Linked DNA regions of Mus musculus: region 1 is linked to region 2. The links are chromatin contacts, called in public HiChIP or PLAC-seq maps. All regions are on one chromosome and are shown on one strand. Each heading gives the region's core, a stretch centred on a gene start, on an enhancer-like site or on the middle of the called end of the contact. The rest is flanking DNA. Distances are from core to core; before and after follow the strand shown.

Evidence for each region. HiChIP or PLAC-seq counts read pairs in DNA pulled down with a chosen protein or histone mark.
Region 1: a contact with region 2 is called in a FOXA1 HiChIP or PLAC-seq map of pancreatic cancer cells. The contact joins two enhancer-like sites. A contact is called at or near these places in 3 of 39 promoter capture datasets (embryonic stem cells, hippocampal neurons and stem cell-derived epiblast-like cells), 2 of 484 Hi-C or Micro-C datasets (both in embryonic stem cells) and 1 of 115 datasets of contacts at active chromatin or transcription factors (pancreatic cancer cells).

The regions. Positions count from the first base shown.
Region 1 is chr19:45,547,378-45,550,418 of GRCm38.p6, reverse strand. No RefSeq gene overlaps it. Among named protein-coding and RNA genes, the nearest start is that of Gm41856, 3.9 kb to the right of the region's middle. Within about 2 kb of position 1,733, at least 35 of the 459 cell types and tissues checked have an H3K27ac peak or open chromatin away from gene starts, as enhancers often do. A contact at or near this core is called in pancreatic cancer cells, where this site is marked.
Region 2 is chr19:44,749,516-44,752,408 of GRCm38.p6, reverse strand. It overlaps a transcript of Pax2 not described here. Among named protein-coding and RNA genes, the nearest start is that of Pax2, 5.9 kb to the left of the region's middle. RefSeq lists a cis regulatory region at 1-333 and a promoter at 1-2,893. Within about 2 kb of position 1,473, at least 69 of the 459 cell types and tissues checked have an H3K27ac peak or open chromatin away from gene starts, as enhancers often do. A contact at or near this core is called in pancreatic cancer cells, where this site is marked.

The sequences.
Region 1 (3,041 bases), core at 484-2,983, 800 kb before region 2:
AGCCCACAGCCAGAGGGGGCATGCCAGGGTGGGCAGGGTCTGTTGTGCCCAGCTTCTCCAGAATCATGGGATTTCTGGCCCTTTGGTAGGAATGGGACCCCTCTTGCCAGCACCAAGGGGAACAACTTGGAAGCTGTGGCCTTCCCCTCTTCACGGCAGGGGAGGGACATATTCCTGTTTTCTGAGAGGAAGCTGGGGAGAAGCTACAGCTGTGGTTCCAGGCTGCAAACAGAAAGCAGCTGCCTAAGCCTAGAGTTGGCACCGGTGTGATTCTGTGTCCACTCTGCCCTCCAGTCAGAACCAGCCAGCCATTTTCCCAGAATCTCCGAGTCCCTGGGCAGCCCTGCTTCCAAGCTCTGGAACCCAAGCTCTGGAACTGGAGAGAGAGGCTCCTAGCTAAGGCCCCAAGAGAAAAGTAGTCTGAGACTTTGGACCAGGTCTCATCTGCGACATCCTTCCTCCTCAGCTCTGATCCCCGTGGAAGAGCCTCCCTGAGGAAGGCCCTGGGCCCCAAGACAAGGAGATGCCCCCGGGGACGATGAGCTGCTTGAAAGGACCCCGAGAAAGCCACCAGAAGATGGGCCTGAACTGATAAACTATCTCTTCTCCAATGGCTGTGGAGTCTCTGTGTAGAACCTGCTAGACCCAGGCCTGGCCCTGACAGGATAAGCCTGTCACCTCAGACAGTGCCCTTCCTTGCCTGCTCCAGGAGCTGCGACCCAGCCATCACTGTATGAGTGCAGGTTCCCTGGGTATGCACCCGGTGTCCCTTGTTTGTGTGCCTACCACACATTTCTGGGCCCTGTAGCTGTGGTGTGAGTACCAGTGTCTCTAGCTAGCCTCTGGGTACAGTCCCCATGTCACCAGGGGCTCAGGCAGGTGTGTGGGCTTGTCAGGGGACCCTGGTTGTGCTGGTCAGGGACTAGAAAGGTAGGGGAGTCCTGACTGGACTCGGAGCTCTGGGTCCCTGTGTCCATGGTGGAGACCGCAGGGCGGACCGCTTGCGTCAGCCTTGAGCGGCCATCAATAGCGCGCGGTTAATTAATTTGATGGGAACAGCAGGGACCGCCGTTTGCATTTAGTGAAGTTCCAGGAACTTCCAACCCCATCTTCATAATTGGCCTCATAAATTGTAAGAAAGAGAGAGATCAGCAAAGCGGGAGGGAGGAGGGGCCGCCCGTCCGTCCTTATTTAATTTTATTGCTGAAATTCATCTTTTTAGCCTCCTCCGCCTGAATCGGCTCTCCCTGCCGGATTTGCCTAATCATGATAAATTAATATTCATTTCCCCACCTCTTACCCAGCTCCCGCGCTTGGATGGAGTCAGGATGGTCTTCTTCCAGCCCCTCTGCCTTGGTTGGGAGATGACCCCCAAAGCGAAGCTTGTGTACTGCACTAAAATTGGCCCTTGGGGAGAGCAGGAGGGAGCCTGGGAGAAAGATGGGGTTGTGTTCCTTGGGGAGGAGGGGGCTCCCAAGACTGATAGGAACTCACAGGCCTCAGGAAGCTGACATTAACTACAAGTGGCTAGCCAGGGCTGGGTTAGAAGGACAGGAAGGCTGCTAGAGACCCGGAGGCTGAGCCACACGGGCAGACAGGGTAAGCTGAGGAGGTGAGACTGAAACAGAGTTGGTCACCCTCTGATCCTTGTCCCACTGCACTCCCTCAGCTAGAGATGAGCCACCTTGCCAGGTCCGAGGGTTCCTGTGGGTACCATGGGTCTCTGACCACTCTCTCTCAGTACAGTTATCAGGATGTCTGGAAACAACACACGGACACTTGTGCAGGGCTGTGCTGGGCTAGACTGGGCTGGACTGGACTGGGCTGGACTGGACTGGGCTGGGCTGGGCTGGGCTGGGCTGGACTGGGCTGGGCTGGGCTGGACTGGGCTGGGCTGGGCTGGGCTATGCTGGGCTGGGCTGGGCTATGCTGGGCTGGGCTGGGCTATGCTGGGCTGGGCTATGCTGGGCTGGGCTATGCTGGGCTGGGCTGTGCTGGGCTGTGCTGGGCTGGGCTATGCTGGGCTGGGCTGTGCTGTGCTGGGCTGTGCTGGGCTGGGCTGGGCTGGGCTGTGGGTGGAGTCTCACTAGGAGGTCCCCCATCCTGCACCTCCCTGGGTGGAGGCTCCAGTCTAAAGGAGCACAGTCCCCTCTGCTGCTCACATCCTGTTCTGTTAGGCACAAGGCCTGCCAATTTTATGCAGAAACTGATGATCAGACATGAACAGTGATTGGTCCAGTGCTCCACATAGATTGGGAGGTCTGGAACTAGGGACAGAAGGATGTGTATACCTGAGAGGCTGGGAGTGGTGAGCATGGTCCCTAGGGACCTGGCCTTTAGAGAGTGGGCAGAGCATTCTGCTCTAGGGTGTGAGCTCTCTCTCTCTCTCTCTCTCTCTCTCTCTCTCTCTCTGTGTGTGTGTGTGTGTGTGTGTGTGTTTTGATTTTTGGTTTTTCGAGACAGGGTTTCTCTGTATAGCCCTGGCTGTCCTGGAACTCACTTTGTAGACCAGACTGGCCTCAAACTCAGAAATCCACCTGCCTCTGTCTCCCAAGTGCTGGGGTTAAAGGCGTGCGCCCCCACGCCCGGCTTGTGTGTGTGTGTTTAAATGATTTTATTTTTATGTACATTTGTGAGCTGCCATGTGGGTGTTGGGAACTGAACCTGGATCCCCTGGAAGAGAAACCAGTGCTCTTAACTGCTGAGCTGTCTCTCTAGCCCCTGGGGTTATATTGTATTACATAGCAAAGGGGACATTATCTAACCATACAAGCCCCTTAAAAGGAGAGCTGCCTCTGGTTGGTGGCAGGTGGAAGGGCGGTGGACGAGAGATCTGAAGCATGAGCAGGAACTCTGGGGGCCTCAAGGAGCAGTGGTGCTGATGCAAGAAACAGTCCCCACAGCCATCAGGAACGGATGCTGCCAGCCACAAACGTGGGCATGCGAGGACTTTTTCTTTAGAGCCCTACTGGGATCCCAGGATAACCAGGACTCTCAATCCAGCCTGTGGGGCCCTAAGTAGCGAGCTCAGGCAACCTGAC
Region 2 (2,893 bases), core at 224-2,723:
CCCTAATTTCTGCTTCCTCGCGCTCTCCCTTTCTCCCTCCCTCCCGCTCTCTTCTTTTCCCGCCTTTGTTCCCAATATTTGGACACCCCACAAGAATCCCGGGGGTCCTGACTGCCAGCTGGCCCCGCCCGCCTGGTCGGTTGGTCCTGATGAGGCGGCGCGCACGTGCTGAGCCTTTATCCTTTCTGGCCCCTCCTCCCTTTAACCCTGCTTTCCTTCATAAGAGGACCTAGCAACCTCTCCGGCCCTTCACAGCCCCTTTGAGGAGCAACGACAATACAAACCACTTGGCCACCAAAGGGGCCTCATACTGGCACGGGTCAGCCAGGTGGCGGCCTGTGGACCACTGAACTGGGAGGGGGGGTTAAAAAATAGTCAAAACATGGCCAACAGGCTCACACAGTAGGAGTGGAGAACTATGACCAAAGAGGAAAAGCTGGGGTGGGGGAGGAAGAATCAAGGAGACCCCCAGAATCAGGATGGATAATCTGACCCCTAGCTCAGACCTGAATAGTACTAGCGCCGAGCACTCATGAAAGAGTGCTAAAAGCAACCATTCACCCTACAGCCTACAGGAAGGAGAAGTCAGCCTGCATAGTCTCTTTACTTCTGTAGACCCCAGTTTACTCACCTGTAAAATGGGGATAATTACACTTGTCCACTATGGAGCCCACCAGTGGACACCTTGAAAGGCAGTTATTTCTATAGTAGAGGAAGGTGTAATAGTCCAGCTTTCTGAACACCTGACCCCACAAAGAGGGAAGGGAGGAACCCGAGCTTGCAGGCTGCCAGGCTGGGGGTGTTTTCCTTCCTACTCCTACCCCATAGATGTCCCTGGTTTCCCCACTGCTTCTCCTTCCTCTAATACTTCTTTCCACACTCCCGCCCCTTCCCTTTTGACTATACCACACCCATCCAGGTTTTTCTTCATCTCTTTTGCCACTCCTCCAATCCTACTTCTTTAACGCCCCCTCACCCCCACCCCAAGTCTACTATAACCGCTAGATCAGTTCAATTTCTCACCCACATCCCCAACCATCGGGTTAATTGGGACCGGAGGCTCGGTCCCCTATGGGCCACACCGTTTAAAAAAAAAAAAAAAAAAAAAAAAAAAAAAAAAAAAAAAAAAAAAAAACCTTTGGCAGAGGCTGGGGAAGGAAATCCCATTCTGTCCGGTTCCAAACAAAGAGAGTTGGTCCTCCCAGAACCTGCAGTCAACTTGCCAAAGACCGAGTAGAGATGAAACAGTGGGCAGAGCCTAAGAGGAGGCAGAGGGAGGGGAGAAGAGGTGAAAAACGAGGACTCAAAGTGGGTGCTGAGACCACCGAAAAGAGAACTGTCCCTTGAAGGCCTGCTGAGGCTGGCTGGGCAAAGCCGGTTTCCACCGGGCCATCTGCCCCCTCCTCCTCTGAGCCTGGGTGAGAGAGTCCAAGGGTGGCTGAGTGTTGGTGGGGAAGTAATGATTAACTTCCTCTTAGCCTGCTGGAGCCCGCGGCTCACCGGGCTGTGGTGGAGGGAGACTGTGCTGGCTGATCCGGGGTGTCCCCAGCGCCACCCGCCACCGCCACAGCTACTACAGGGACCGCAGAGGGAGGGGACAGGAGGTAGCAAGAGGTAGTTGAAAGGCAACTGAGTGCTGGATAACTCCAGATGAGGGGAAGCTAGGGGTAGCGGCTGAATAGACAGGGCCAACACTTCGGCAAGGGAAGGGGCTGTGTGCGAAGGAGGGCTCTTGGCCCTGCTGCGGCGAGGAATAGTTGGAGAGGGGCGGGAGCACCAGGGCAGAGTTTCCCCGGAGTTGCGAACAGACACCAAATCTACTGTCTCGGATCCAACCGCGCGCCGCCCTCCCTTCCTCCTCTCGCCGCAGCTGTGTGGATGTGAGGAGCAGGCGGAGCGCGCCTGAGCCGGGAGCCGGTAAGGCAGAGCGAAACCCGCCAGCGAGGCAAGGGAGGCCTTGTGGGCACGGCCACCGAGGCTGGGGAAGGGCTGCAAGGTGGCTGAAAACAAAGGACCGGAGAGGAGGGGAGAGAGGACCCAGGGGCAAGAAGGGCAGGCTGAGTTGGGGGCGGGGGAGGCCCTAGGAAAGGATTTGGGGGAGTGAGGCAGACCAAGGTTTGTACCAGCCTGCCTCTGCCACCAAGCCTTGCTTAGACTCCCTCCGGGGATCTGGCCCCACATTCTGTGACCTCGGGTCAGGATGGGGGCTCTAGTCCGGAGTTGAAGCAGCTGCCGGGGGTGGGGGTCTTGTAAGTATGTGAGCTTGGAGGTGACAGATTGGTGGAAAGAGATGGGGAGGGAAGGTCTCTGCTACGGGTTAGATTTCTGCTTTTGGTGCTGCAAGCCTCTGCCTTCTGCTCCCTGCAAACCAGAGCACCTATTCCCTCCAACTTTGCTGGAGCAGAAACATTCTTTTTTTTTTTAAGTTCCCTTCTTTGGTCAGAAAAGGGATGATTTGGTTTGAGAGTTTAAGGTCATCTGTGTCCAGGGTTGTCTCTTACATTTCTGCCACTGTCCCTAAAGAGAAAAAGCAGCCCAAAGTGAAGCTCAGAGAGAAGGGAGCTCAGACTCGGGAGTTCTCCTACCACGTCTAGGCTGGCAATGAGCTCTAGATAGACCCGTGGCTAACGAATAAATTGATGAAACTGATTAACGAAGGGAGGAAAAACCCTTTCAATGTCTAAATCAATTAGAAGAATTCCTAGTGTCTTTAGAGGCAGAGCATCTCTTGTGAGGTGTTTGGCTGAATGTGTTTGAGTGCTATAAGGGATTTTTTTTTTTTTTTTTTGAGCAGTGACGTTTAGGCAAACAGCTGTGTTCCACGCTGGGCTGAGGTAGAAGCCCCGGACTCATTTCCAGCGCCTCCCCCTCCCCACTCAGCCCTCAGCCCAGG